6 separate regions of the Mus musculus genome follow, and all the other regions are linked to region 5. A link is a contact called in public Hi-C, HiChIP or PLAC-seq and promoter capture Hi-C data. All regions are on one chromosome and are shown on one strand. The core of a region is the stretch at or near the end of the contact, and the rest is flanking DNA. Distances in the headings are between cores, read along the strand shown.

The links. Promoter capture Hi-C pulls out the DNA fragments that hold promoters and counts their contacts. Hi-C and Micro-C count contacts between places; a contact is called where the count stands out from the background. HiChIP or PLAC-seq counts read pairs in DNA pulled down with a chosen protein or histone mark. Capture Hi-C pulls out chosen DNA fragments and counts their contacts.
Region 1: a contact with region 5 is called in a promoter capture Hi-C map of neural stem cells. The contact joins the promoter of Vps11 here to the promoter of Usp2 in region 5. A contact is called at or near these places in 3 of 39 promoter capture datasets (3T3-L1-derived adipocytes, embryonic stem cells and neural stem cells), 8 of 115 datasets of contacts at active chromatin or transcription factors (the SCID.adh cell line, T-cell acute lymphoblastic leukemia, embryonic stem cells and 5 more) and 2 of 9 other capture datasets (adipose tissue and liver).
Region 2: a contact with region 5 is called in a promoter capture Hi-C map of pre-B cells, with 3 times the contacts expected there. The contact joins the enhancer-like site here to the promoter of Usp2 in region 5. A contact is called at or near these places in 2 of 39 promoter capture datasets (liver and pre-B cells), 1 of 484 Hi-C or Micro-C datasets (cardiomyocytes), 2 of 115 datasets of contacts at active chromatin or transcription factors (bone marrow-derived macrophages and embryonic stem cells) and 2 of 9 other capture datasets (adipose tissue and embryonic stem cells).
Region 3: a Hi-C map of regulatory T cells shows a contact between it and region 5, with 4 times the contacts expected there. The contact joins the promoter of Hmbs here to the promoter of Usp2 in region 5. A contact is called at or near these places in 1 of 39 promoter capture datasets (neural stem cells), 1 of 15 datasets of contacts at CTCF or cohesin (embryonic stem cells), 2 of 484 Hi-C or Micro-C datasets (Sertoli cells and regulatory T cells), 11 of 115 datasets of contacts at active chromatin or transcription factors (the NIH/3T3 cell line, embryonic hindbrain, embryonic midbrain and 7 more) and 4 of 9 other capture datasets (adipose tissue, embryonic stem cells, liver and 1 more).
Region 4: a promoter capture Hi-C map of liver shows a contact between it and region 5. The contact joins the promoter of Rps25 here to the promoter of Usp2 in region 5. A contact is called at or near these places in 9 of 39 promoter capture datasets (the 3T3-L1 cell line, 3T3-L1-derived adipocytes, the C10 cell line and 5 more), 2 of 484 Hi-C or Micro-C datasets (liver and pro-B cells), 10 of 115 datasets of contacts at active chromatin or transcription factors (the 230-238 cell line, T-cell acute lymphoblastic leukemia, bone marrow-derived macrophages and 6 more) and 3 of 9 other capture datasets (adipose tissue, liver and pancreatic islet).
Region 6: an H3K27ac HiChIP or PLAC-seq map of embryonic stem cells shows a contact between it and region 5, with 9 read pairs. The contact joins the promoter of Hyou1 here to the promoter of Usp2 in region 5. A contact is called at or near these places in 9 of 39 promoter capture datasets (the 3T3-L1 cell line, the HPC-7 cell line, HPC-7-derived erythroid cells and 5 more), 2 of 484 Hi-C or Micro-C datasets (liver and pro-B cells), 9 of 115 datasets of contacts at active chromatin or transcription factors (the 230-238 cell line, T-cell acute lymphoblastic leukemia, embryonic stem cells and 6 more) and 2 of 9 other capture datasets (adipose tissue and liver).

Annotation. Positions count from the first base shown.
Region 1 is chr9:44,359,107-44,363,217 of GRCm38.p6, reverse strand. Vps11 (VPS11, CORVET/HOPS core subunit) reads left to right here and starts at 1,548. Exons shown (of 16, transcript NM_027889.2): 1 at 1,548-1,773; 2 at 3,231-3,379; 3 at 3,471-3,606; 4 at 3,917-4,080. The coding sequence starts at 1,587.
Region 2 is chr9:44,491,775-44,495,868 of GRCm38.p6, reverse strand. It overlaps a transcript of Bcl9l not described here. Among named protein-coding and RNA genes, the nearest start is that of Bcl9l, 5.3 kb to the left of the region's middle. Within about 2 kb of position 1,503, at least 151 of the 459 cell types and tissues checked have an H3K27ac peak or open chromatin away from gene starts, as enhancers often do. A contact at or near this core is called in bone marrow-derived macrophages, cardiomyocytes and pre-B cells, where this site is marked.
Region 3 is chr9:44,340,315-44,343,905 of GRCm38.p6, reverse strand. Hmbs (hydroxymethylbilane synthase) reads left to right here and starts at 1,525. Exons shown (of 14, transcript NM_001110251.1): 1 at 1,525-1,685; 2 at 1,835-1,888; 3 at 2,208-2,280; 4 at 2,642-2,691; 5 at 2,775-2,830; 6 at 3,141-3,218. The coding sequence starts at 1,853.
Region 4 is chr9:44,405,514-44,409,234 of GRCm38.p6, reverse strand. Rps25 (ribosomal protein S25) reads right to left here and starts at 1,521. Exons shown (of 5, transcript NM_024266.3): 1 at 1,478-1,521; 2 at 1,152-1,247; 3 at 366-549. The coding sequence starts at 1,480. Trappc4 (trafficking protein particle complex 4) reads left to right here and starts at 1,687. Exons shown (of 5, transcript NM_021789.2): 1 at 1,687-2,108; 2 at 2,257-2,431. The coding sequence starts at 1,934.
Region 5 is chr9:44,065,126-44,069,255 of GRCm38.p6, reverse strand. Usp2 (ubiquitin specific peptidase 2) reads right to left here and starts at 2,235. Exons shown (of 13, transcript NM_198092.2): 1 at 2,036-2,235. It overlaps Gm39325 (a long non-coding RNA gene), which reads left to right. Exons shown (of 3, transcript XR_870690.2): 3 at 2,025-2,931.
Region 6 is chr9:44,377,313-44,381,277 of GRCm38.p6, reverse strand. Hyou1 (hypoxia up-regulated 1) reads right to left here and starts at 1,788. Exons shown (of 26, transcript NM_021395.4): 1 at 1,683-1,788; 2 at 668-765; 3 at 369-462; 4 at 146-224; 5 at 1-24. The coding sequence starts at 758.

The DNA of each region.
Region 1 (4,111 bases), core at 299-2,798, 290 kb before region 5:
CATGGATTGGGTGTATGAGAAGTTATACACTCTGAAGCAGAACAGAATATAATACACAAGGTTGATTCAAACTGTGTCGGGGGCAGGACCAAACTTTTTTTAAATTTTTTCCAGCAGTTGAAAAACCGGTTTCATATACTTGCTTTCTTCCATTTATGACCTAAAATATCTCTGACAGGTTTAAAAACAAACAAACAAACTTAAGCACAGCAAGCTAGAATTCACAAAATGTGTGAAATCCTCATCAGTGACTGAGCATTTTATTGATTTGTCTGTCCCCCATTGTCACCACAAACAAACAAAAACCTCAAGACTTTCTTGGTTAGAGTAAACTTTCTGACTGGTATACAGTGGTGGATTTTCTATAGAGATCTGCACAGAAAGTACATACTGTCCATCTAGCTGCTTCTTTTTTGTTTTTGTTTTTGTTTTTGTTTTTTTCGAGACAGTGTTTCTCTGTGTAGCCCTGGCTGTCCTGGAACTCACTCTGTCTGTAGACCAGGCTGGTCTCGAACTCAGAAATCTGCCTGTCTCTGCCTCCCAAGTGCTGGGATTAAAGGCGTGCGCCACCACCACCCGGCTCTAGTTGCTTCTTGATAGCATAATTTTACTTATAAAGTTTTGTTTAGTATTATATCTAAGTACACTGTAGCTGTCTTCAGACACACCAGAAGAGGGCATCAGATCCCATTACAGATGGTTGTGAGCCACCATGTGGTTGCTAGGATTTGAACTCGGGACTTTCAGAAGAGCAGTCAGTGCTCTTAACCGCTGAGCTATCTCTTCAGCCCTATAAAGTTTTTTTTGTTTTGTTTTGTTTTTTTAATTTATTTATTATATGTAAGTACACTGTAGCTGTCTTCAGACACACCAGAAGAGGGCGTCAGATCTTATTACAGATGGTTGTGAGCCACCATGTGGTTGCTGGGAATTGAACTCGGGACCTTTGGAAGAGCAGTCAGTGCTCTTAACCTCTGAGCCATCTCTCCAGCCCTTGTTTTGTTTTTTTAAGATATATTTATTTACCCAATGTATATGAGTACACTATAGCTGTCTTCTCACACACCAGAAGAGGGCGTCAGATCTCATTACAGATGGTTGTGAGCCACCATGTGGTTGCTGGGAATTGAACTCAGGACCTCTGGAAGAGCAGTCGGTGCTCTTAACCACTGAGCCATCTCTCCAGCCCCCTATAAAGTTTTATACATCTAAAAAGCTTTGGATTTGATCGGGCAGTCTATTAACTACTTTTAAAAAGGTGGCACTTAATTACAGCTTTATTTTGCAAAATTAAAAAGCTGATGAATTAGATAGCTTCCCAAAACATTATTCTCTGCATCGAACAGAGTATTGAGTTTTGAGACACCGCCTCTCTGTGGAGGGCATGCGGACCTCGAATCGCGCCACCACTCTCTTGAAGGACGTTGTCAGTCCTAACAAGATCAAAAGAGCATTAAGGAGCTACGGAGCACGCCCCACCTCTCAGTCCCGAGCAGCAAGCCTTTTGTGCGCATGCTCCCCACTGTCACATGACTCGCCTTTCGGTTCACGTGATTTCGCTTCCGGAGGCGGGGGCCTTCGGCAAGATGGCGGCCTACCTGCAGTGGCGGCGTTTCGTTTTCTTCGAGAAGGAGCTGGTGAAGGAGCCGCTGGGTAATGATGGGGCTGCTCCCGGTGCCGCGCCTGTGTCGGGATCCGCTGCTTCCAAGTTCCTTTGCCTCCCTCCTGGCATCACTGTCTGCGACTCAGGCCGCGGGAGCCTGGTCTTTGGAGATATCCTTCTTTCGGAGGTGTTTCTTTCCTCAGCGCACGCCGGACGAGTTTCTACAGCGAATGCAATCTGTCAGTGGCGTTTTGCGTGCTCGCAGTTAGACGCGAGCCCAGATGTCTTTTGTGGGCTGATGGGAGAAAGAAGGAAGTTCATTTTCTCACTTGTCAACTGAGCAGTCCTGAGCAAGTCATTTAACTCTCGGCTTCAGGTTCCTTTACTGGAAAAAGGTTGTTAATGCCAGTTTGACAAAGGTTAAGATCGGCCCCCTCGCAAATAGACGCAACTTGCCTTTAAAATATGTGTGTGTGTGTGTGTGTGTGTGTGTGTGTGTTTGATTGTGAGTGTGTGTGAGGTGTTACAGTCCCTGTCTAATATTGTAGGCGAGGAGGTAGATAGATAAGGACTTTGTTTGCTTTGTTCACGAGCTATGAGCTATGTGGGGAAGCCCTTGGGATGTACAGTCAGACCCCAGCTGAGGTCTCAAGCCACTGGTAGTTACAAACTACATAGGGGCTACTTTTTCCTTTCAGAGACGCTCATTCCTCAACTTAAGATAGGTTTACATCCAGGCAGATCCATCATAAATGGAAAGTTATACAAGCCAAAAATGCATTTATCTTGCCTAGTCTACCAGTCTAAATAGCAACAGAGTACACTATAACTATACTATATCAATGTTCCCTTCTGATTCCATTGCTGACCGGGAGCTAAATGTGCCCAGCATCACAAGAGAGTATCTTTTTCAACATCTTGGACAGGGTCTCAATGTGTAGACTAGGCTGGTCTTGAACTCACGCCCATCTCTTGGCTCCAGATCACTGGGATTAAGGGCTATCCTCAAAGGAGTATCTTACCCATATTACTAGCTCTGGAAACTTGTCAATTATGCTTTCTTCTTACATGCTCTGCCCCTCAGCCCTCAAAGTAGAATTTCTGCTGCTTGTCACTTTTGTAGGATTGTAAATTAAAAGTTGCTAAGTCAGTGACAACACACTGATCATACTTTTAATTTTTAAATAAGGTGCAGTAAGAAATTAGCAACAATAATACTAAAACAGGACAATTATAATAATATCCTGTAATTGAAATTATGTGAATGTAATCTCTCTTAAGATTACAAGTGCATGTGTGTGTTTCATTTCCTTCTTTCTTTTTTAAATTTATAACACAAGATCCCATTTAGCCAAGGATGACTTCTAACCTTCTTACCTTTACCTCTGGAGTTCTAAGATTACAAACATGTGCCTCTGCACCCAGTTATATATGGTGCTAGATATCTAACCCAGGGCCTTGTGTGTGCTAAGGAAGTGTCAGTTGTGTGCTATGTCTCCAGCCCTGGCTTCTCCTAAGATATTTTAATTCCTCCTTGTACTATTAATGCATAGAATATGCAGCTGTAGACGAGGTGGGGGAGGGTCACGTCACTCCTTGGAAAAGAGGCACCTTGACCACCCTGCACATATGGAAGGCCAGATCTGGTTCTTGCCACGTTCTCTACAGCTTACAGGGTTCCAGGCCTACAAACTACGGGTGACACACTTATATCAGCTGAAGCAGCACAATATTCTGGCATCGGTTGGTGAGGATGAAGAGGGTATTAACCCTCTGGTAAGTCCCAGAAAAGAAAAATCCAGAAGCCCGAGGAATGGTTTTTGGTTGGAGGGAAACTAACTTTCACATGTCTGTGGTCTGTCTCTAGGTAAAGATCTGGAACCTGGAAAAGAGAGACGGTGGCAATCCACTCTGCACCCGGATTTTCCCTGCCATCCCAGGGACAGAGCCAACTGTTGTGTCTTGTTTGACGGTCCATGAGAATCTCAACTTTATGGCCATTGGTATGCTGAAAGGAGGAAAAAACGCATTCCTAGATTTTTTAAAAAATGACTTATTTTTATTTTATGTACATTGGTGTTTTGCTTATACATATGTCTGTGTGATGGTGTTAGGTTCCCCAGAACTGGAGTTACAGGCAGTTGTGAGCTGCCATGTGGGCGCTGGGAATTGAACCTGGGTCCTCTGGAAAAGCAGCCAGTGCTCTTAACCACTGAGCCTCTTCTCCAGCTCCCATTCCTAGATTTTTAAATACATTTTCTTTGACGTGGTCTCTGCAGTTGATACGTGCTGCCACTGTTTTCTGTTTTTCAGGGTTCACAGATGGCAGTGTCACCCTGAACAAGGGAGATATTACCCGGGACCGGCACAGCAAGACGCAGATTTTGCACAAGGGCAACTATCCCGTTACTGGGCTGGCCTTTCGCCAAGCAGGAAAGACCACCCACTTGTTTGTCGTGACAACTGAAAATGTTCAGGTATCATCAAGGTCATGCCCAAGGGAACCAA
Region 2 (4,094 bases), core at 254-2,753, 430 kb before region 5:
CTGAGGTGGTGACTCAGCTAGGAGGTTGGGGATTCAGAACCTAGCTCAAAGAGAGGACCCAAGGTGTTATTTTAGTGGGGACCCTCTAGGTGGGGACTTCCAGGCTTGGGGGTGGGGTGGGGTCCTGCCCCCCTTCCTAGCTACAACTCCCCTCCCAGGAGTCCATGCAAATAAACCAGTTTTGCTTAGGAGGCTTCACCTGGGAGTTTCCAGCCTGCCCCACCTATAGCCCCAGGGTAAGGTCATACAATCCTAACCCTGCAGGACCGTCAAGTCTGCTGATCCTAGACCTTTGCAATGCAGGATCTTTAAACAGAATGCCTGTGGGAGATTAGTTCTACTCTTGCTGGACCACTGTCCCTCTGGAGCCTGTGGGGACAAATGGCCTTGCCAGGACAGGCCTAAGTTCACCTCACTTCTTTTGGCTCTTTCAGCCATTACCAGTGAGTCCAGACCTCAGGAAGTAATCATGCCCTGGCAGTAGGGTGCCCCCAAAAGACTGATGCCCAATCCCTAGTTACTCCCTCCCCCTAGGGAGAGGGGTGGGGAGGGGGGAGAGCACTAGGAAACAAGACAGGGCAGGAAGCCCAGGCAGGCAGCGGGCACTCTGGGCCAGGCACAAACAGCCAACACAGGAAACCACAGCCCACCCCCGCCCACCCCACCCGCCCAAGGCTCTGGGAGAGAGGAGTGCCTAGTACCCTGACTGAGGCCCGGGCCAGGGGTTAGCCCAGGGCAAATGAGGTGCTCAAAGGCCTCTAGGCCTCTCTAGGCCTCAGACCCCACCTGGGGAGGGGGAAGGAAGCCAAGCTGGCAGAGATGGGCTGCCTCTTTAAATCCACCGAAATCCTGAGCTGGGCCCAACCCAGCTCTGGTTTCACAGGAAGGAAAGGAGTGCAGAAGCCAGCGGAGCCAACGGTGGTGGCTGGAATTAGCCCCACCGCCCAGATATATCTGGACTGCACTGCCACCCTACTGGCACTTCCTGCCCCCTGGCACCTGTACTAGAGTGGGGGCAGGGGAGGGTCTAGGTGCTACCTCTTCCTGATGGGTGACCCCAGTGTCAGGAGGTGGCCTGCTGCTGTATGCACGTGGGTAAGGAATGACACCTCAAGCTTCCCTTCAACAGGGGAAAACTGAGCCAGGTAGCTTCCTGGGACCTTCACCTGGTCCGAGTCTCCCAAGGGGTTAATCTGGCCCCTATTTAGGGGGGGCATGGGTGACCGAGGAACCTCCTCCAAACTGCCTGGCTACTGGAAACAATGGGGCCATTGTGGGAGGAGTGGAGTGCGGGCAGGCTACTGGCACAGCCAGCGCACCACGGGTGGGACCTCGCCCAGAGACTGCCTGCCACACTCTGCTCTCTCCCCCAGGTACTGCCAGAGGCAGACACATCCTCCATCCCTTGCCTTGCCGGCCTGGCCCAAGCTCTTGGCACCGGCAGCACCTGAGTAGCCACGAGCTCCTCTGTCTACGTTGACATGCAGACAGCCATGACCCTCCAGGAAGCAGGGGCTTGTGGGCCAGGGCTAGTGGGGGTGGGGTGATGAGACAGGATGTGTGCCTGTGATCTCCTGCAGGGCAGACAGGAAGGCCAAACTGGGTTTCTAGTGTCAGTCCTGGCACCCTCGGGCAAGAAGGACTTACAGGACCTACAGGACAGTGAAAGCAGTGACAAGCAGGGTCCCCTGCTCTAAGGCCTCCTTTCTCACATCCACTCCATAAACTTTCCCGTGACAAGTTCTGTTGCCTACAGTAGCCTTGACCATGCATCCTGGCATGCATGGGGTTACAAAAGAATAATCTGTAGTTGGGCAGGGCGAGTGCCAGTCCCATGGAGCCTCTTCTAAACTGCTGAACCTTGTCCACCTCTTCATCCCTCTGAGCCTCGGTTCCCTCACAGGCAAAATCACAAAGTGAGGTCATTACCAGAAACTACCTAAAAATGTCTACGACACATTAGCCCTCAACCAAATCCCTTGGGCACCCTCTCTTTCCTGACATAGTTCCCAAGAACGCGGCATGTCAGGAAGGTGCATTTGTAATGAGAAGAACCATCTAGAGAGTTGCCTTGTGAGTATTCAGGCAAGCAGGGCTTATGGGCATCATCCCCGTGCAGAGAAGGCATGGCTTTCTCTGCACTCTGTGAAGAAGCTTGTTCACTCTACTAACAGGCATCCATCCTTGAGCACCCCTGAGCTCTCTGAGGGTCTCCGACCCAGAATGTGTGGATGCAGAGAGCAGCCATCTGAAGCTCCCTCAGCCTCAGGTCTTACCCAGGGGGGTAAGTGAAGGATACTTCTCTTTCAGTGATCTGCAGCCCTCCCCCAGTCTGACCCCTTTGGGAAACACATGCAGTGTGGAGCCATGGTACTCTCTAAAGAGAAGGTCTTAGATAGAAAGGGCAGCTGATACACAGAACTAGAGGGGAAGCCTGAGGACGAAGCCCTGCTCTTTTCTCAACCAGAAAGGGCAATACCTCTCAGGGTGGCCCCACAGAGCCCCAAAGGGTTAATAAGGTCCTAAAAATAACCCTGTTCCCAGCAGGACCCACTGATCAGAACCCTCTAGCCATCTGTCCCTGCTTTCTCCTGTTCACGTTGGAACATCTGAAACCGGCCCCAGAGCCCCAGCCCAATCCCAAAAATAGCCCCAGCCTGCCCAAGGAACAGGCAGGCCCAGAGGCTGGGCACAGGAGGCACGGCCAGCTTAACAGCTAAGCACCATGGTGCAGGCACATGAGCTCTCGTGAGCTCTCTCGCCTCCCGAGCCCATAGAAAAGAGGAAGTTCTCTCTGTCCCAGGAGGTGGTGGGCAGCACAGCTTCAGCCTCTAGCCCATCCCCCCTAGGCCAAGACAATGGAAGGTACCTGGTAGCCCAGCCCAGGCCTCAGACCCAGGACCCTGTTACTCCGTAATCCACAGAAGATCCTAATGACCTGCCGACATAGATTCTTCCTTCTTGTAGGCAACCCGGCCCTACCATCTACCTCGTGGTCCCTCACCCAGAAGTTCCCGCACTCCATCCCTACGATCCCAGTCCTAGCTCAGGACCTTTGTGAGTCCCAGTGGCTCACATGGACCCCTGCCCTGAGACACACTGGACTTTCTTCAACGCTCGCTCGCTCGTAGGTAGGGAAGGATTCCAGGGGTACCCCACTGGATCCCAGGGGTGCTGACATGCTGGGTGTGCTTAGCTCATCTCTCAGGCACTGCCCTTCCATAGCCAGAAAATGTTCAAGACGGTACCCTACGACCTGAAGCAGGTGTGACCACTACCATCGCCCTCACAGCCCCACACTGCCTATTTCTTCCCAAGGAAGGCCCCTGACTCCTAGACCAGGAAGGCCATTGGAGCCATTTGAGGACAGTTTCCTCTGGTCTGGTGACAGAACAGAGCAGGGGGCAGTGTTAGAAGGATGGTGGAAGGCTCCAAAACTAAGTCAAGCAAGCAGATGGGGGACGGCGTTGGGGGGGGGGGGGGGCAGAAATGAAGGGCAAGGACAAAGGAATGGGGGGCGGGTCCTTGGAAACTCAAGTCCTTCTCTAGGTCCAGGGCAACTACAAAACTTGCAATCACAGTATCGATCAGCACCAACAGTGGGGAAACTGAGGCAACAAGGTTTGTCTTGTCAGCTGTGGTACCTCATGACTTAATCCCAAAACAAGGAGGCAAGCAAAGCTCTGTGAGTTCAAGGCCAGCCTGGTCTGCCTCAAAATACAACAGCAAGGTGATTCTGGAAGGGCATTAGAGTCTGAAGACCTGGATGGGTTCTTACTCCAAGCCCTAAACTCTCTACCTTAGGCCAATGCCCCAGGATAAACCTCCTGCGAGGAGCTCAGATTAACAATAAAGCCAAGCACCTCTCATGTCTGCCGAACCCCTGCAAGCTCACTGTATGTTTCACCTACTCTAACCTTCAGAACGACTATAAGAAGTTGGGTGTCTTTTTTTTTTTTTGTCCCCTGGTCCCGGGATGGAATCCGGGGTCTTGAGTCTGCTAGGCAAACTACATCACTACCTAAAAGTTTTCTTCCCGAGACAGGCTCTCCCTGTGAAGACGAGGCTGGCCTCGAGTGTGCAGCAGTCTTCCT
Region 3 (3,591 bases), core at 276-2,775, 280 kb before region 5:
TTAGCTGTCATTTTCCCCCCCCCCCCAAGGTTTTTTTTAAAGGGCCAGTAACTAGGTTGCCCTAAGGCAGGGAAGGAGTGATCTCGAGCAGTGGGGGCGGGGTTGTGAGTGGAAAGGTGGTCCGCCCTGGGATTCCATCCCTGTAGGCTCTGGCTGGATCTCTGTTGTTCCCGGCCAGTAAAGGATTATACACAGACAAGATCCTTTTCACGAAGAAGGGGCTGAGGCAAATCCAGCTATCTCGGAATACGATCCACTTCATTCAGGGGAGAGCACACCCCACTTCTTAAAACTGTATACAAACATCTTGGAGGTTACACGCCTTCTCCCGTTCACCGTTATGAAGTCACCCAGCCTTAGCCACCCACAAAAGTCCTAGTAGAGACACACCTGAATTGCTATTGTGAGCGGGGGAACCCACCCCTGGGCCTTGTCATTTCTGGCCTGCCTGGAAAGTTCTGAACTTGTGGGCAGGCTGCCTGAGATAAGGCTGAGCTGGGAAGCCTGCTTATCTCCTGCCCAGGCAGTAAGCAGTAGTCTTGGCTATGAAAACATTTTTAGAGCACAGGGTTAGGGTAGGAAGGCCTGGATTTCAGCACCCACTTTCTGTCTGTTCATAGCTGTGAGATGTTTAGACAGTAATTTGACCACTCTGCATCTTTGCTTCTGTGACACGGGTGGAAGTACCTACCCTGTCTAACCTAGTAGGGTTGTTGCAAGGACAATATGCAGACACGGCTCAAATGCTGTTCTGGGTCAATTAATTAAAAAACAAATTGTTTGAACTTAGCAATTCCTTTCTATGGGCTCCCTGTTGTCCGAAATTTCTGTGTTATTTCAAGCCCAGCTAAATTGCAAAGGCTATCTCAGAGTCGTTTGTTGGAGGGATCTTCAGCAGTGGAGTAGACTGGAGTCCAAGAGCAAGTTTTCACCTTCAGTGACCAAGAACTTGAGTGTCTGGTTATAGAAGAACCTGTGAGATGAGGAACCTGGTGCAGGGAAGGGGGACAATCTGTACAGTGACTCCTGTCCCCTTTGTATCAGACTGCAGAACCCAGTTCTACCTGCTTGGCCCTAGACACCTTTATCCAAGGCGCCTTAACAAAAGAAAGAGGTGTGTCCTTTTGAGCTCTTGGCTCTGGCTTAAGACACCAGAGGAAGCCAGTAGGCAATGACTGTTAGGCAGTTTATTCTTGTAGTCTTCTGGGACTTCTTGAGGCATGAGGTGGCCTTTAATTTAACAAGCCCTTGATGGGATGATGTTCCCAAAGTCACCCAGCCAAGGGCATGAAAGGGCTGTACATTAGCTTGGTTGATTTCAGTCCTTGTTAGGAGTACATCCTGGTGGTACTAAGGGATGCTTAGTGACTCACCCAGGGCTTAGTGAGGCCTTCTCAAGTGCCTGAGTTGTTGTGGACAGTGAGCTTGTTCTCTAGCAATGGGAGGCTTCGGCTGTCCTGCCCCAGCTTCTGTAGGCCCCACCCTCCAGCAGGGCCCACCCTCACTGTGCCGAGGCTGATGGGCCTTATCATTTTGCCCACCTGGCTGTGTGCAGCCCTCCCACTCAGAACCTCCTTGGCCAGGCTGGGCTTTGGGGCTCAGTGTCCTGTTGCTGCTGCCACAACAGATCCTATTACAGCTTTTCCTCTGGTCTTGCTTCTCTGGATCCCGTAGGAGGGCAGAAGGTACCAAGGAAGATTCAAGGACCAGTCCTGGGAGTCTCTCCTTCCTAGCAGCCTCACCTGCCTAGGACCTGGGAGTCCTCTTTCCTAAGCCTGTGATCCTAGTTCTTTGAATGAGGAAAAGATCGTAACCTAGGGACTTTCTTCTGCAGGAAGAAAACGGCTCAAAGATGAGGGTGATTCGAGTGGGCACCCGTAAGAGCCAGGTGAGTACAGACATAGCGCGTTGTCTCAAGAATTGTAATGCTCACAGGGTCACTAGTGGGACCCAGAGACTCACAGGGTCACTAGTGGGACCCAAAGGCTAGCATTGAGCAAATAAGAGTGTGTGAGAGTCGATTTCATGGGGTACAGAAAAGAGAGTCTCTGGAGCAGGGAAATGATTGGGGTACAGAGAAGGGACTCTCAGGGCAGGCCTCATGTGAGAAGTCTAACCCCTTTCATTGCTTTCTTGGTCCATATGAGGGTCTGAGCCTGGGCCAGTGGCCAGGGGAGGTGAGAAACCATCTGACTCTCTTTCCCCAGCTGGCTCGCATACAGACCGACACTGTGGTGGCGATGCTGAAAGCCTTGTACCCTGGCATACAGTTTGAAATCAGTAAGTTTTCTTGAGAGGAGTGATTGGTAGTGAACGGGAAGCCAGTGAACCGGAGGACAGGGCATCTCTGGCTTTGCCTGTGGTCAAAGCCTGCCTTGTAAGACTATTCTGGCTGCTTGTGAAGGGAAAGAAAGATTGTCTCCTGTGCACATCTCCTCCAGCTGCCCGGGCTAGCCTGACATTTCATACTTTCTGCTTTGGGTTCTTTTATGAGTATGTCTGCTTTTTCTGTCGGTGTGTGTATCTGAGAGAGTAGGGGCTGGGTCTTCTATGCCTCAGACTCCACTGTGAATCCAGTCAAGGCCTGAACGAGGGGTGACTCAGTAGGTGTTAATGGGTATCTGATTGACTCTCTCCTCAGTTGCTATGTCCACCACGGGAGACAAGATTCTTGATACTGCACTCTCTAAGGTAACGCCAGTCCTTGTCCCCATTCTTCTTGTCCCTCTCCCACGTGTAAGGGGTTCACTCTGAGGCTCTCTCTTGCCTGGCAGATTGGAGAGAAGAGCCTGTTTACCAAGGAGCTAGAAAACGCCCTGGAAAAAAACGAGTGAGTGAGGATGGAGGAATGTGGTACCCCGAGCCTAGAACCCCAAAGTGGCTCCCCAATATTGGCAGGACTGTCGGGTTAGACTGTGGAGCTCACAGGCTTTCACAGAGGAGAGAGCCTTGCCTTGGAGTAGCCTAACTACCTGGGGAATCAGACTGTCTGGGGAAATGGGGTAGAGTAGTTGAGAAGAGACCAGGTCTTAGATCTTAAGATGCTATCTTCCTGAACGGTCAAGGATGCTGGGGTGGGTGGTGGAGGTAAGGTCACCTACTCAAAGCCTCTCTCTGTGTCCTCCCCATGTCGTCTCCAGAGTGGACCTGGTCGTTCACTCCCTGAAGGATGTGCCTACCATACTACCTCCTGGCTTTACTATTGGAGCCATCTGCAAGTAAGCGGGGAGGACATGCATGGGAGGGAGGGCCCTGGGCAGGATTAATCCTACTGTGGGAATCTTTGAGTTTTTTTTTTTGTTTTGTTTTGTTTTGTTTTTTTTTCCATTTGGAACTTGACCGCTTAGCCCTCTGTTTTGAAGGTTGTCAGACATAGTGTGGCAGGAAAGCCAATTGGTTGACTATTTAGAGTTTGTGGAGTTGGGCTCAGTGGCACGGACCTGAAATCCCAGCTACTGGGGAGGCTAAGACAGGATCAGAGATTCTGGGCCAGCCTGGGCTACAGAGGGATTTGAACCAGCCCGAGGAACTTAGATTGTGCCTTAGGGGCACCAGAAGGCTGGCTTACAGTGGCTTAGGTGGTAAAGGCAT
Region 4 (3,721 bases), core at 272-2,771, 340 kb before region 5:
TCTACAGAGTGAGTTCCAGGACAGCCAGGGCTACACAGAGGAAACCCTGTCTCGAAAAACAAAAAAACAAACAAACAAAAAAAATCCCACCAGAGGCAGGAGAATAATTTGCCCGGACAACAAAGTGAGATGGCATTCCAAAATAACAAGGCAAGGTGGTACTCTGGACTTTAATCCCAATTAACGGAGAAGCAATAAATAAATAAATAAAAAGGGCCAGGAATTCAAGGACTGCAAAGGAATGCAGGACACTGAAGTTACTAAAACTTAAGACTCTGGAAGTCAGTCTATCCTTCATAAGTCTTTCCAGTCATACTGCTCCCAACAAGACAATGCACTGGTAAGAACAAGGGCACATCACCTACCTTTACTAAGGAGCTCCTGAAGGGCTGCCCTGGCCAAGGAACCGCGAATCTTCAGTCTCTCAGAGACCACGGCTGGAGTAATAAGCTTATAGTTCGGAACCTCCTTACAGAGCTTGTCGTATGTCGCTTTGTCGAACAGGACAAGATTGTTCAACTTGTCCCGAACTTTGCCTTTGGACCACTTCTGCTCATCAAAACAAATGAGAACCAGTCAGAACCATCCCTTTGCTCCCTAACATCAAGCATCTGAGAAAGCTCTGTCACGATCATCTCAGGGAAATTAGAGACTTCTTGGCTTATTGCATTGGCAACTTTGGAGTCGCTATCAGATACCCTGAAGACCAGACATATGCCTTACAGTTCATAGCAGTAGCAAAACTATTAAGTAGCAACAACAAAAATAATTTCATAAAAAAAAAAATAATTTCATGAGCTGGGCAGTGGTGGCACATGCCTTTAATCCCAGCACTCGGGAGGCCGAGGCAGGCAGATTTCTAAGTTCGAGGCCAGCCTGGTCTACAGAGTGAGTTCAGGACAGTCAGGGCTATTCAGAGAAACCCATCTTGAAAAAACAAATAGTAATTTCACAGCTGGTGGTCAAAAGGGGAACCATCTTAAAAGGGTCGTAACATTAATAAGGTTTAATACCATTACTTTATAAAAGTATTACACCACTGTATTCTTAAAGTGACTATGTGATTTTAGAATTCGGTATCTGGGGAAAAACTTACAGCACAAGTTCACGACAGGTCCCACAGATTCCCATTACAAATAGCTATCGCCTACCTTCTTCTTGGCCTTGCCACCAGATTTATTTACTGGGTCTTTATCCTTTTTGGCCGACTTTCCGGCATCTTTCTTCTTCTTGTCGTCTTTGGGAGGCTAGGGGAAGAAAGCGGGAGTGCAGGCCAGTCACATGGTGGTCCCATGCACCCCGATCGCAGCCCTTCACCCACCCAGGCGCCGCCGCCGGAGCACATGGACACGATGGCGGCAGCCGCCCGGAGAGGCAGGCCCGCGGGTCACGAAGCAGTCCGTGTAGGGTCGCCTCCACCTCCCCCCAGCACCGCCCGATCCTCTGAACCCCACTGCTCAACCCTCGCGGGCCTTACCATGGCGAAGCTCAGAGAGTCGTGTAGACCACAGCAGCCTCGCTAAGATGTCGGAAAAAAAGGAAGCCCGGTGGCCCAACAATCCCAGAAACCTCTGCCTCGAGAGAGTACTTCCGGGGCAATGGGTGGAGCCACGTCTTGGCTAAACTCCGCCTCTTGTGGGATGGGATAGGGGGCGTGACTTCCAACCTGCAAACTCTGAGACTGGTCGTAAAATTGCTGCACTTTGCTGCGGGTCACCCAACAGCCACTAATTCTCTGCTCTGTCACTGAGAAATACAGTAGGCCAGTTCCCAGAAATGTGTTTGTTAAAGCAATGGGGGCCTTGGCTTGCGCGTGCGCTTTAGGAGGGGGGAGGGCCGCAGGAGGGAGAGCAGAGGCGAGGCTATGACACCAGTTCCGGGACTGGAGCGCCTGGAAGGGGCGGGATCGTAGTACCCTATCCGTAGCACAGTGATGGCGATTTTTAGCGTGTACGTGGTGAACAAAGCCGGCGGCCTGATTTACCAGTGGGACAGCTATTCGCCACGGGCTGAGGCTGAGAAGACTTTCAGTTACCCGCTGGACCTGCTGCTGAAACTGCACGACGAACGCGTGCTGGTCGCTTTCGGCCAGCGCGACGGCATCCGGGGTGGGCCGGGCTCGAGGGCGGGGCTGGCGCTGCGGAAGTGGGCTGGTGCGGGGTGGGAGTGGGAGTGAGAGTGAAAGAATGGGAGTGGGAGTAAGCGGGGCGGGGAGTGGCCCGGGCCATCTCTGATCCTTAGCCACTCTTCTTGTAGTGGGCCATGCAGTGTTGGCCATCAATGGCATGGACGTGAATGGCAAGTACACGGCTGACGGGAAAGAAGTGCTGGAGTATCTGGGTAACCCTGCGAATTACCCGGTTTCCATCCGATTCGGCCGGCCCCGCCTTACCTCTAACGAGAAGCTTATGCTGGCCTCGATGTTCCACTCGTAAGTTTCCCTACCCCTTTTAAACATTTCCTCCCCTGACTAGTGCATCTGTCTCTAGGCCGGCTAAAGTGTTTCTTTGTGTACTTAAAGAGGTACAATTACTGTGTACCTCTTTAAGTGGCTGAACTCTTTTTATGAAGAAATGTCAACTATAGCCAGGTTTGAGGTAGTTTGATTTTTGCCCAGTCAGGTCTTGTCCTCTTGACCCTAGTTTCTTCATCATTAACATAAGGTAATTGAATTTTTGAAAAAAAAAAATTTGGGGGGGATAGGGTTTCTCTTCAACTTCTGTATTAGGGTTTTACTGCTGTGAACAGACACCATGACCAAGGCAAGTCTTATAAAAAACATTTAATTGGGGCTGGCTTACAGGTTCAGAGGTTCAGTCCATTATCATCAAGGTGAGAGCATGGCAGTATCCAGGCAGGCATGACGCAGGAGGAGCTGAGAGTTCTATGTCTTAATCCAAAGGCTGCTAGTGGAAGACTAGGTTGTCTTGGAACTCACTCTGTAGACCAGCCTAGCCTCAAACTCAGAGATCCACTTCTCTCTGCCTTCCAAGCGCTGGGTTTAAAGGCGTGTGCCAATCACCACCACCACCACTTAATTAGATAATTAAATTAAGTGGACATTGAAATTCTTTCTGTAGCCGGGCGTGGCGCATGCCTTTGATCCCAGCACTTGGGAGGCAGAGGCAGGCGGATTTCTAAGTTTGAGGCCAGCCTGGTCTATAAGGGTGAGTTCCAGGACAGCCATGGCTACACAGAGAAACCCTGTCTCAAAAAAAAAAAAAAAAAAAAGAGAAAGAAAGAAAGTCTTCCTGTGACTGCCTGTAGTGTAAGGTGTGTTGACATAGCAGTAGCCATGAACTAATAAGGTACGTATTCCGTAGCATGTTGGCTTTAGCTAACACGTTTAGTATAACATGTTTCAGTTTGGGGCTGAAGAAATGGTTTGGTGTTTGCTGTTCTTGCAGAGAGCTAGCATCCACATGGTGGCTCACAACCAACTCCTATTGGAAGGGACGTGATGGCTTCTTCTGGCTTCCATAGTCACCAGGCACATATGTGGTACACATGCATCCATGCAGGCAAAAACACTCATACACTTCCATAAGCCCATTTTTAGTTTTTATTGCTACATAAAGCAGCCTACAGAGGCGGCTAGAGATGGAGTGACTTCTCTGTCACCAGGTGACTAAGTGAGATGGTAAATAAAAATTAAATAAATCTTAGGGAAACAATGTTTTGTAGCAAAGTGTATAAGATATAGTGTGTACAGAAGGGAGAT
Region 5 (4,130 bases), core at 986-3,485:
GGAATATTTGGAAATAACAGGAAGGATCAAGGGGATGGGGGATGGGGGGCAGAGGGCTGGGGATAAATTTGAGTCCCAAACATGGAGAAGGTGGATTCTCTAGCGCTGTCAGTCACAGGTTGAGCGAACAGGAAGAGGCCAAACTGCTAAACCAGATGCTAGAATTTTAAGATGGGGAGGACCTAGCTCGTCCTATGGACATGGACAGAGGGGGTGGAGGATCAGCACTTGGGTTTCAGTCCACTACTGTTTTTAAGGTGGACTTGTAGGTCTAGGCCTGAATTCTTACTCTTTCCTGTATTGGATCTAAGATAGCTTGTGAGGATACTCAGGTCTCTGAATCTTAGCTATGTAGTTTGTAAAACATGAATAATAGAACTAGCATGGTGACACATGCCTTTATCCCAGCACTTGGGAGACAGAAACAGGCAGATCTCTGAGTTCAAGGACAGCCTGGTCTACAAAGCAGATAGCCAGGGCTACACAAAGAAACTCTGTCTCAACAAAACCAAACACAAACAAACAAAAAACCACAAAGGAACAAACAAACAAACAAAACCCATGAATAACAACAGTCGTGACTATGTCTCACAATGGTGAGGATAAAATAATAGTTTTAAGTCTCCTCGAACATAGCAAGAGTACAACAAACGACAAGCTTATTGGCCGTGTTCACTGTCAAGTCACTAATGTTAGTTGTAGCAGGCAACCCTAGAAGAAAAAGGCCTTGGGCCACCTTTCAGGAAACTGCTGATGGCAAATAATATTCCTGCAGTTTTCTGAAACAATCCACGTCCCCCAAATGGAAAGGTCAGACAGACTTTGCCACTTTCCCAAGGCGACAGGCCAAGCCTACTTGGGCTCCTTTCCCCTTTGCTCAGAAAAAAAAAAAAAAAATCAAGTGTGGCTTCCTTGGGCTGCCAGGGAATGTTTGGCTCCAGAGGAGCAGTTCCAGTCTACCTGTTGGAGGGCTCAGGGTTCCAGGGTGTCAAAGGCAGGCTGGACAGGGTCATGAGAGGACCATCGTTCTGGCCTCGGTGCACCTGTCTGCTCCCAAGAGGAATCTTCTGCTTCTTGATGGCTCTCCCTGGAGACTGGAAGGCCCGAGGGCTGGTGCCTCCACCCTGTCTCAGCACAAGGTACTGACTCAGACTGGGTCCTGGTGATGCACTTTGGAGGACGCCCTCATTCCAATCCTCATTCCAGAGCGGCATGCGCCTACAGCATCAAAGAGTAGGGGACATCCCCCACCCCAGGCCATCCATCAGTTCTCCATGCCTCTTGTTTTGTGGTTTGATGTGTGTGTGTGTGTGTGTGTGTGTGTGTGTGTGTGTGTGTGTGTGCAAGCTTATATGCCCGTGTTTGGGGGAGATAAGCAACCCCTACTAGAATCTTCAACTCAACTTCATTCTCAAAAGCTCTGGGGTTAAGAGCTAGGAGTTCTCTTTTCTCTGGAGAGCTAGAAACGGTTGACCAGGACTCCCCTAGGCAAGTTGCATGTCAGAGAACATTGCATGGCTGCTTTTGCTTTGGGATTGGTGAGAATTTCAAAGTTGCCTCTTTCTGATTTGGGATTGGTGGAAAATTTTTCCCTTCCGCTTAACTGCTAGCTTCCCCTAAGCCCCTTCCCCCGCTTTGGAAAACTGACCAAGAGATAGCCCCGGGATGTTTAACAACAGGGAGGTTGTTAGCTGCACACACACGTGGGGAGAGGGGGGTGTCAGGGTCCAGGGGTCATTCTCGGGCTACACAACACACAGGGCGGGGAGACCTGTACCCGCGGTTACAGTGTTTCCTCAGAACACATTGATCAGCACACAGATGGCTCTTCCTGGCACCCCGAGCTGGCAGCTGGCAGCCCCTCTCATACACTGGCACCCACAGCTGGAGTCTCCCCCTCCACACATCTGGCCCTCGCCCTACATTTCTCACGTCCAGACTGCCCAGGCTGCCTTTGACACCCTACTTTCCGAGTCTCAAAGCTGGTACTGACCCTGGCTTTTTCCTTCCCCGACCTGCGACAGGTGGCACGTACCTGCCTCTTCTCGGAGGATGGACGAGTCGAACCGGGCACAAGCATGGAGCTGCGGATGAGTCCTGGCTGGTACTGGCGCGGCGCAGCGAGCAGTGGCTGACGCAGAGGGCTCCCTGGCCTCGCTCGGTGCCTGCCCGCCTCTCCCCCACCTCCGCCGGGGGCCCAGAAAGGACCTCCCCGGGAAATCGGCGCCACCCAGCGGGCAGCAGCCTCATTGCGCCCGGGCCGGCCAAACCACACCCCGCGTTTGCGTCACTGATATACGTCATGGCTATTGGCTTGTTCCTATTGTTGCGTCAGTAGAGCCCCGCCCGGCGCGCATCTCCCAGGTAACCGGGTATATACAGAGAACCACGTGGAGAAAAAGCACGCCTGTTTGGAGCCGGTGGCGCAAGGAAAGAAGTGGACTGGAATCTGATAGGTCCTGGCGCTGGGAAGACTGAGACAGAGGGTCACTTCACGGGAAAAGGCAACATTCCAGCTTTCAGATCTTAGAGAAGGCTTTCCTACCGGGCTGGGAATGTTCTATTCCATAGACTCTTTTTCTGCCTACTTTTTTATTTTATTTATTTATATTTAAAAATGCATTTATTTAAACAACCATGTATATCTCATAGCAATATTTATAGAGCCCCATAGGTCAATCAATCAGGTAAAAAAAGATTATGTCCATTCAACACACTATCAACGTACATGACTATTCAAGTGACGCATTCTATGGGCTACTTATTAAGTACATTACTAGACATGGTGATAAGTACTTTGCATATATTAGCTTTCTCATTTAATCTTTTTAATGGTCCTGTAAAAGAACCACTATAGTCATCTATTGCACAATGTAGCTGAAGCCTAGGGAGACCATGTTCAAGTGGTAAATAAATGTCAAGTGTCTTGTACATGTCTACTAATGCAGTTCGCTTAGGTGACTACTGGGAGGACTTAGCCCAAGAAAGGATAGCATTTCATCTAAGCTATCAGGTTTAGAATAAGAAAAAAAGATGCAACTTGTATTTTAATTTTAAGCAAATGACTTTATTTTTAATCAATTAGTTATTGTGTGCAATGGTGCTTTGCTTGCATGTATGATTGATCCCCTGGAGGTGGAGTTACAGACAGTTGTAAGCTGCCATTTAGATTTTGGGAATTGAACCCTGGTCCTTTAGGAAGAGCTGACAGTGCTCTTAACTGCTGAGCCATCTATCCAGCCTGCAAACTTGACTTCTAAGAGTTATTTATTGTTAAATTAGATAACACCCCCTAAGAAAAATCAGAGTTATTCTTTTTTAAAAAATAATTTATTTTTATTTTATGTGCATTAGTGTTTGGCCTGTGTGTATGTCTGTGTGAAGGTATCAGACATTGGAGTTACAGACAGTTGTGAGCTGCCATGCGGTTGCTGGGAATTGAACCCAGGTCTTCTGGGAGAGCAGTCAGTGCTCTTAACCATTGAGCCATCCATCTCTTTAGCCCCTCTTTTTTTTTTTTTTTCCTCAAGGCAAGGTTTTTCTATGTAGTCCTGGAACTCACTCCATAGTCCAGGCTATCCTTGAATTCACAGAGATCCACCTGCCTCTGCACCAACTCACATGGTCTGAGCTCCAAATGTGCATGTGCACACAAACACATAAACAAAAATCATAAAAACAAAATACAACAAAAGTGAAATGCTAACCCTGTTAAGTTTCCTCTTAAAAAAAAAAGGGCCAGGGCAAATCTTGATATATTTTCCCCCTCTTGATTATTTTTTTAAATTTTTATTTAAAAATTAAAAAAAAAGATTTATGTATATGAGTACTCTATCTGCATATACACCTACGTGCCAGAAGAGGGCATCAGATCCCATTACAGATGTGGTTGCTGGGAACTGAACTCAGGACCTCTGGAAAAGTAGCCAGTGCCCTTAACCACTGAGCCATCTTTCCAGCCTGTTCCCACTTGGCTCTTATACCCCACCCTTCTTCCTGACTGATGAGGAAAGCTGCCCAACCAAGTAGGCTAGTGCCAAGATAAGTCCCAAGACTTCAGTTTTGCCTGCATCATTAATTCTCCTAAGCCCTTAGCTCCTCCCCTGAATTTTTCCTCCAATATCATCATG
Region 6 (3,965 bases), core at 539-3,038, 310 kb before region 5:
CGTAGCCTTTGGGTTCTTGATGGCCTGAAAGGAGGAGACCCAGCCAATTCTTAGGCCCAAACCTACCTTACCTTGCCTCTACTTCATCCAGCTAGATAAAAGGCTAGCCTCTGAGGGAACGAATCTGGCTAGGGCTGTTACTCACCATGCCGGCTGCACTATCACCTAAAAACCTTTCATTTTCTTTCAAGGTCACAGTCACTGGAGTTTTCCTCCGAGATTCCCTAAGAAAAAGCAGCATTAGCCCAGCTGCCTGCAGCAGACTATGAAGCCAGACGCCACCAGATCTCATACGGGGGCTCAGCCATCACAGTCTGAAGTGGGCACTATAAATTATAAACACACCCCTGACCCAGATCTACTCTTACTTGTTCAATACAATCTCCATGGGCACTCCAGGCTTGACAATGGCCACCTTCATGGATTCACTGCCCAGGTCTACAGACATCACAGCCAATGTGTCTGAAGGGAAGACAGAATGTAGGTTTCTCTGTCAGTTCTCTGCTTCCCACACCCTCCTGCCTTCCTAAGGCAAATCAATGGAAGCAGCCTGCTTTCCATGGCAAAGACAAAGAAAAAGGCTAGATCCAGCAACCCCAAACTCGAGTAGGCACCTTGTGCCCTCTTATCCTTCCATTCTTCTTTAACACCTTAGCCAGGTACATACCGCTCAGTGCCAACAGGTCTGCCAAGAGGACAGCCACCAAGGCCCAACAGAGTAGCCTCCTTGGCCTCTGCCTTCTTACTGTGGCTGCCATTGTGACCCTAATGGGAAAGGAAAAACACTTGTAACTGGATGCTGAATGAAGAAGGAAACAGAACCACATCCCAGAACAGACAAGCTCAAAGATTCTTATCTGTTGCACTTTGGCAAAAAAGCACAGCAGCTCGACCTCTTCTCTTCCTTCCTGAGGAGTTTCAATCATTTTAAACATCCTCCCAAGTGTCTCACATTCGGGCCGAAGCAAAAGGGCCCTCCACCACTTACTTAGACAAATAAGAGTTGACCTTTTTTCGGTCTACGTACAGGTAAGCAATCGGCACACCACAGCACTGTACCTGTCAGACACCTGGAGCTTGGCCAGGACCCTCGAAATCGGCTCAAATACCTCACACCTGGGGTTCCCGGGTGGCCGGGAAAGCCAGGTTGAGCTTGGGCAGGAACTGGAAGGTGATGACGTTGGGGATGGCTGGCACAGAAGGGTTTGTCCCCTTCTCTGAATTCCCTGAGCATTGTCCAGCCCACCCTCCTTGCCCATCCCACTCCTGGGCCACGCTGCCTACGCAGACGTTGTGCAGGCTAAGGTTACAAGCCGGGTGGATGTTCACCTAAACCTCACCTGACGAAGGTGGAAGATCCCACTCCCAGAAATGGATTCAGGCCCACCCTGAGCGCGAGGGGGCAGCTCAGCGCCTGAACTTCAGGACCGAAGGGACCGGTGTCCGTGCGGCCCTCGCTCCGGCTACCGGCCCGCCCCCGAAGCTAGCACGCTGCCTCCCCTAGGAGCCGCGGCCCGACGGCTGCTCCATCCTCACCCCCGCTCCCTCTGGCCTTCAGCTCCTGTGTCCTTCGCTCCGGGATCAAGGCGGCGAGGACGTACCCACACGGCCAGCAGCACGACCCCAACCCCGGGCCCTTCACAACTCCCCTTCGTTTGCAAACTGTTACAGTGGCCACCAACCTCTCAGCGGCGTCTCGCGCACCAGCCGGCCCCGGACGCGGCGCACGCTCATTGGCGCCCCTGCCGCTCGGCCCTGCGCCGCGCACTTAGCACCGCCCACGAGACCCGGCGCGAGACCCCATTGGTCCACGTAGAAGACCCGCCCCTCTGCGGCCCCGCCCCTCGAGGACGCAGCTGGGCCTGAGTACCGGTTGGGACGAAACTGCCAGAGCTGGCTGCGGATTGGGCCACGTCACGGTTCGCGGCCGGGTTACTCCTCGCGGGACTTCTGCCAGCATCGGTGCCGGACGCTTCGATGCGGAACCCTAGCGGAACCCCGCGTGGGAGCAGGTGCTCTCGTGGATTGCGAAGTCCTTGGCCTTCTTCCGGTTACCTGGGGCATCCGCGCGACGGAATCATACTGAGCTGCATTCGCTGCGGCGACGCGGAAGAGGCGCATGCGTGTGCCCTGGACTTGGGCAAGATAACAGGGGACCACTCCAACTTTATGGGTTCATTGAAAAACCTAAGCCACAAGAATGATGTTCGCTGATGGGCCGGAGATAAACCGTGTTTGTGACGGATTGGCTTTAACTCTGAACCCCAATAGTACGAGAGACGATATTGCAAACTAAAAAATAAGACTTTAATTGGCTTGACCTTTGGTACCGTCATTGTTTCTTCTTAGGAATGGTTCAGGGCTGGGAAAATAGCTCAGAGATACAGCTCTTGTCTGGCGTAGTTAAGGCTCTGGATTCCATCAACAACACCGTTCAAAAATTAAGAAAAGAAATGAGTATTCGGGCTGGTGAAATGGCTCAGTGGGTAAGAGCACTGACTGCTCTTCCAAAGGTACGGAGTTCAATTCCCAGCAATCACATGGTGGGTGGCTCACAACCACCCATAATGAGATATGATGCCCTCCCTCTTCTAGTGTGTCTAAAGACAGTGTACTTACATATAATAATAAATAAATCTTTTTTTAAAAAATGAGTATTCATGTGATGTAAAGATTAGGAACGGACTGGTGGTGGTGGCCTTAATCTTAGCACTTGGGAGGCAGAGGCAAGCAGATCTCTACCTGCTTGAGGCCATCCTGGTCTACGGAGCAAGTTCCACAACAAACAACCAAGGCTACCCAGAGAAACTCTGTCTCAAAAACGAAACCAACCAAACACACACACTGCTACCCAGAGAAAAGATTTATAAATAAAAGTAAGTCCCCTGACACAACCTCCCACTCTTATCTGTAGCATGATATGTAACTTCCTGCTCATTATGATACACATATCTCTTTCTAGAAAAGTAACATTTTTCGAACAATAACAAAAAAAGCAATTATTTGCTATTTTTCAACTAAGAATTTTCTGTGTCAGTGGGATTTCCCTCGTTACTACTGTACAACATTGTGTACAACAGTGCATAATGTGGGCTTTATCTGCCAGTGATAGATGTGTAAGTTGTCGATTCTGTTGAGTTTCGCTTTTTTCATTTTGTGTGTGCTGTACACACATATGGCATTTGTGTTTGTGTGTGTGTGCTGAGTCCAGAAAAGAACATTAGATGTCCTGCTCTATCAATTTCTGCCTTATTTATTTTTTTAGACAGGGTCTCTCATGAAACATGGAGCTAGGCTGGTGCCCACCAAGCCCCAGTGAGTTTCCCTACTCCAACCTCAACAGCACTGTGATTACAAGTGCATAGGGCCTTTTAAAATGCGAATATTTTCCTCTGAACTCAGGTACTCAGGCTTGTGCAGGACACCCAACATCTCTCTAGTGCACTCCCCTTTTCTCTCCCTCTCTCCCTCTCACTTCCCCTCCTCCTTTCCCCCCTCTCCTGTTCCTTTTTTAAAAATATTTTTTTATTCATTCATTCATTTATATGAGTACACTGTAGCTGCCTTCAGACACACCAGAAGAGGTCATCAGATGGTTGTGAGCCACCATGTGGTTGCTGGGAATTGAACTCAGGACCTCTGGAACGAGCAGTCAGGGCTCTTAACCACTGAGCCATCTCTCCAGCCCCTCCTGTTCCTTTAAGTCGTTAGTTGTTGTATTGTTTTTCTTTGGTGTTTCTCTGTGTAGCTCTGGCTGTCTTGGAATTTTCTCTGTAGACCAGGCTGGCCTTAAATTCAAAGATCTGCCTGCCTCTGCCTCTGGAATGCTGGGACTAAAGATGCATGTCACCATGTCCAGCTGTGTTTTTTTTTTTTTTTTAATTCTTTAAATTATTTATTTATTATATGTAAATACACTGTAGTTGTCTTCAGACACTCCAGAAGAGGGTACCAGATCTTGTTAC